Regions from separate parts of the Mus musculus genome. Here region 2 is linked to region 1. A link is a contact called in public Hi-C data. All regions are on one chromosome and are shown on one strand. The core of a region is the stretch at or near the end of the contact, and the rest is flanking DNA. Distances in the headings are between cores, read along the strand shown. Region 1 overlaps Rgs5 (regulator of G-protein signaling 5). Region 2 overlaps Ddr2 (discoidin domain receptor family, member 2).

The links. Hi-C and Micro-C count contacts between places; a contact is called where the count stands out from the background.
Region 2: a contact with region 1 is called in a Hi-C map of muscle stem cells, with 2.8 times the contacts expected there. The contact joins two enhancer-like sites. A contact is called at or near these places in 2 of 484 Hi-C or Micro-C datasets (muscle stem cells and myeloid progenitors).

What each region holds. Positions count from the first base shown.
Region 1 is chr1:169,670,549-169,673,327 of GRCm38.p6, reverse strand. All of the region lies in intron 1 of Rgs5 (regulator of G-protein signaling 5), which reads right to left. Among named protein-coding and RNA genes, the nearest start is that of Rgs5, 16 kb to the right of the region's middle. Within about 2 kb of position 1,372, at least 30 of the 459 cell types and tissues checked have an H3K27ac peak or open chromatin away from gene starts, as enhancers often do. A contact at or near this core is called in muscle stem cells, where this site is marked.
Region 2 is chr1:170,056,880-170,059,618 of GRCm38.p6, reverse strand. The region is part of intron 1 of Ddr2 (discoidin domain receptor family, member 2); the gene reads left to right. Among named protein-coding and RNA genes, the nearest start is that of Ddr2, 31 kb to the left of the region's middle. Within about 2 kb of position 1,413, at least 73 of the 459 cell types and tissues checked have an H3K27ac peak or open chromatin away from gene starts, as enhancers often do. A contact at or near this core is called in muscle stem cells, where this site is marked.

The DNA of each region.
Region 1 (2,779 bases), core at 123-2,622:
TTTATCGATGCATTTTACCATAAGGATTGTTTATAAATGATCACTCATTTCCTAAGATGGTATACACACACACACACACACACACACACACACACACACACACACACGAGTGAAACAAAACTCTAGAGACATTTTATCTATATCAATTGTCCAGTGGCCATTTGTGTGTGTTATGTGATCTAGAAAAGACGTACTACTTATAACATCACTTATTTTTTGAAAAATCATGTTCTGATGATGAGCCTCAATTGGTTGTTTACCTGGTGTGTAAGATGCCCTGGGTTTGACCTTCAGAACTGCATAAACTGGGCATAGTGACAAAGACCTATAATCCCACCATATAGGACGCAAAGGTGGATAGATGAGAACTTTAAAGTTATCCTTTGCTCCATAGACATCATGAGATATATAATACTTATAATATATACACTTATGTGTGTGTTTGTGTATACACACAGATACAAGCATGCATACACGTGTGTTCCTCTTCTCAGAGCTGATACCTATACCAGAACACCAGGTATTCTCTTCCTCTTGGCCTTGGGAATGCAAGAAAGAGGGAACAGTGTGCTTGGGAGAACTCTGTTGCTGAGGCTTTGTCCCTGGCCTAGTATATATAGGCTGAAGAAGAAGACATTGAAAGCTCATCAGGAACTGACCTACTTATTCATTTGTAATCCTGAAGAGAAGGATGAGTACGATGAGTAAGATTGCATTCACTCTCACCAAGCAGTAACCAATGAAAATAACCAGTGATAAGGTTCCAGCCAGTCTGAATACTTGGCAGCCTCACAAGAACAAAGCAAGCAAGCAAGCAAGCAAAACCCTCCAAAAAGAAAAAGAAAGAAAAAAAACCCCACAGAATTACTGCATGGCTCTCAAGAGTTCCCAGAAAAGAGCTTCACCCTCCATTGCCTTCCTTCCTGTCAGAGCCTCACACAGTGTGGGAATAGTACAAATCAATGGGAAAGCCAAAGAGGTTCAAACTCACCAAATTCGTTTCCCGTTTCTAGATAAACTTGAGCGTATCTGACATTAATTGAATTTCAAAATCATCTCTATCTGGAGAGGAGAACTTTCTAATGTGTTTACCACATCAGCTATGGTCCCTCGCTTTCTTCGACTGCACACTAGGCCCTTCCCTCTGGCTAAATTACATTAATGCTGATTAACACCAAATGATTTGTGTCTCCTTGGGTCTGTTATCCTTTTGTGTTACAAGGAAAAAGAAAACTTGTTTTGAAATAAAATCAATTGGAAATGCCCGGTGGAGCATTTAATCAGAGGGAGAGAATTCTGGAGATGAGTCACACTTTTCAAGCTGCAAAGGTCTGAATAGTAGTAGCCTTGTGCAATGGTAAAATCTGTTCCCTGTGTGGGATGTTGGCCAGGGGATAGAAATCCCAGAAAGCCACAGACCATCTTAGTCTTTCCTGCCAGCGAATAGACTGGATGCAAGTTTTAACCTTTAGATGTATGTGTGCAAGGCCAGCACCAGGACACTACAAACAGAAGTATGGCTGGATGAATTTTTTTTTTGAAATAGAACTATATTCAAGAGAACTTGATTGAGAGCCGATAGAGAGGCTCTGACTCTAGATGTTTCAAGGATTAAGATGGTGTTTCTGGCCCTGGTAGTGTCTGGAACAACTCCAAAGGGCTCATTGCACACAGGAAACTACATAGTAGGCATTTCCCCATCGTTAGAAAATACTGATGGGACACAAGAATGAAGAGATGATGTGTGTTCTTGCTTCCTAAAAAAACAATAAATTCCTATGGAAATGCATACACACACACACACACACACACACACACACACACACACACACACACACACACACCTGTTAGCTACCATCTTCAGCCACCCCCACCAACTCCCTGGGATCTTCTGAATCTGACTGCTTAACATGGCAATCACCTAGCATGACTGAAGACACATAAAGCCACCAGATGACTGCCAGGACCATAAAGTGGCTGAGTTCTGTTTCTTTCTTTAAAGTAACCGGAGACAGAGAAGTGAGAAGCCGAGGCCGGCGATGAAGCTTGGTGAGTGCATGCCTAGAATGGGCAAGAGCCTGGGTAGATTTCCAGCCCCCCCGAAATAAAAACAAGAAAGAGAAGAAAATGGAAAACAAGATAAAAGCTGGTGGGCGGGGCTTAAGTGGTGCACGTATTCAATTATTCAGATCACTTATATAGGGTCTATTTTAATGAGAAGAGAACCTGGGTGTAAGGAGAAAACTTACATTCCACCATGTTAAAGAGACAGAGGGGCAGTAAGGGTCCTGTGCTTGGGACATATCTGGTAGACACAGGAAGGTTTAAGTCTAGACGCCAGACACAGTTCAAGAACACTCCTCACAAAGAAAGGCTCTCTGCAAGGAGTTTGGGGAGTGTAGGACCTCATTTTCAAAACTGGTTTCCAAAAGACTTGATCTTTTTTCCTTGGTCAGGGTAAAATTCAAGGCAACCCAAATCTTTGTTGCAGATGCCCCCTGCTGGCTATGAAGAGGCATGAGCTACAATTGCTGTAGAAAGAACCTTGGATCTGGCTAACCTTGCAGGCTTCTTCCACAAAGGTGAAAAGACTATGTGTTATCTTCCCTCCCCAATAAATACCCATGAAAACATGTCCAGCACACACACACACACACACACACACACACACACGCGGGCTTGTTTTCGCGCACAAACACACACACACACTCACACACACACAGAATGCTTTTTATTTACCATCTTCGGCTACCCCCTCTCAAATCTTCTGAACATGACT
Region 2 (2,739 bases), core at 164-2,663, 390 kb before region 1:
CCATCTGGTGTTTTCATTCACAGTCTTTTGGAACTGCAACCCAGTGTGCGTGTTTCCAGGGCGACTCAGTTCAATGGGGTTTGTTTTGGAAACCTAGACTGAGACTGACTCAGTGGCTGAGTTCAGCATTACGACTATGAAGGCCGGGAGGCTGTCTCCAAAGCCTTTGCCTTGGGACTGGTTCTCAGGGGCTTTTAGGAAAGGGAGCACTTGAACTAGACCTTATCAGAGGTGTTCTGTGCGCGGTGGACAGTGGTTAAAACAGACATCCGTATCTGATTAGAGTGTAGAGAGTGCTCAGCTTCATAGGGAGTGTCTGTATCCTCCATGTCCACCCTGGCTCAGAGGTCATCTCTGAAGAGGGGATGGAAAGATTGTAAGAGCCAGAGGTTAAGGAGGACAGGAGGGAAACTGTATCCCAGACATGACAGGATCACTGCATTCATGAATGCACAGTAGCTCTGGTTGCTTGCACAAGACCCGCACAAGACCAAGCCACTCAACATTTTAGCCTGAATGCTCACACGCTCCCAGAGATAGCTGCGGAGCTATTTACAGTTGATGGTTTCAGAGGGAGAGAGAACTAGATTTTTTAAAGGGTGTGGTCCCTGCTAGGTTGGCCCATGCTCTGGGGAATGGCCGCACACCTAGAGGTCTATGGGCCATATAAAATTGGACTTGGTAGGTTATTAAAGAAAACACAAAGAGGGCAGGAAGTTGGGAGGGGCGAGAATATAAAAGTCTTGGGAGAATTAGGGGTAGAAAAACAAGGGAATATGATCAAAATACAATGTATGAAATTTTGAAATAATAAAAATAGTCTATGAAAATGAAATAAATGAGACAGTATATTTCACAGTGGAAATATTAGCATACACAAATGGCTGTCCATTTGTTCTGTCCAGTGTGACACTTCTTTTCTGTCTTTTTTCCCCCTTCCCCATTTGTGTGGATACCTTTCCCAACCAGTGTAAGTGGTATGCCAAGCCAACTTGTCTGTTTTCTGGGTACTGCCTAAGTGTTTGCCCATGTTAATTCACTCAATACTGCAAACACCATGTGTGGTAAAATACAATTGTTATATTTTATTGATATGGCAACCGGAGATATGATTCGGTTAAAGATCTGCCTCAAAATAAACAAGAAGATCAGGCAAGATTGGAAGGCAGCTCCAAACCCCAGGCTCTTAACCACAAACAACACTGGCCCCATAAATTCTCTGAGTTTATTGATTTTAGGCTCCGTTAGCTGGGGAACATTTACACACTATCTCTATTAAAAAAAATCCGCGTGGGTTTTCAATCTGCCTGCAAGGAGACTGCTATGACTCACCGAGGAGGGGCACCAGGGTGCGTCAGTAGACACGAGTCCCATAGCTGTCCTGGGCTGAACTGGGTTGTTGCTTATGCCAGAGCTCTGGCTGGAGAAGTTTCGGGGAAGTACCAAGTGTGCAGGGGTAGCATGCGAGTGATCCCTCCACACTTGCCTGCCCGTCTTAGTTTGGCTGGATCTGGATGATGTCGTCTTATGCCAATGGATTGTAATAAGTCATTTCCACTGATTTCGAAGACTTGGTCCCCTAGATTACCCTCAAATGTTCTCCAAATAATAGCCTCTACTTCTGATGTGTGGCCCAGGTTCCATAATTCAAGCCTCTTGTCACAGGACTTTATTCCAGTAACTAGTGTTGGCTTTGTTAGTTATTGGTACATCTCTTCAGCTCGGGGTCAGGACTGCATGTGGATTCGGATGGTGGCCCTGGCTCTAGTTGTGATGTGGTCTGTTAGGGTGACCAGTCAATCCCAAGACAATTCCACTCTCCAGCATGCAGCTGGATTTACGGAAACTCACACGACCTCTCGAGGCTGTTTATTATGCTGGCGACGGCTAATGCTTGCACTTCTAGCAAGTCACCAGTGTTTATTCCTTGCCATGACCCTATGGGGTTACTGAAAGTTCCAAGTCTCATTTACAGTCAAAGCAGCACAAGTGAAGAGTGAAAGATATGTGTATTTCGTCTGATAAGAAACAAAGAGATGAGTCAGAGCTTAAGCTGAGGGAGTTAAGGTGTAGACTCTGCGCTCCTGACTGCCAGGCTGGCTCACCCTGGTAGGCAGTTGGGGCTTTAGAGTGCAGACAAAGCACTTTCCTAAAGAGTGTCTTGTTGCATTTAGGTTATTTACATTTTCAGTAGACTTTGGTTTTTATTGAAGTTGATAGGCTACTAGAAAAAAAATGCAATGCCATGCATAAGCAATTCTCCAAGGTTTGTCTTTAGATTAATTTTTCAAGGGGTTTAGCAAGGACACAGGACACAGGATGTAGTCCCACCTTGTCATATGTTCTGACTGCTTCCAAGGGGGCAACCATCTTATGGAAGAAGAAATCGAAGTTCAAGGATGTTATAAAAGCCACTTAGAGCCATCCAGCTGGCAAGCAGGGGGCTGTTTGGGGCAGTCTGGCTCCAGACACCATCTTTCTAATTGCCCATTCTTCTCTCCAGTGGGAGGGTTTCTGGGCTTGGGTTTGGGACACGAAGGCCAACTCTTCCTGAGGCTGACTCATGCCTCTTCATCCATTTATCCAATAGCTACTTCTAGCAGACCTACTGTGTGCTAGAGCTTGTTAGTTCTGGCTATTTACTACTGTGATACATGTATGCTCCGCCTAGGTTCTTCCAGATCTCATTGTTGGATTTTCAGTTTCTGCCTCTGTAACAGATAAGCATGAAAAACAGAT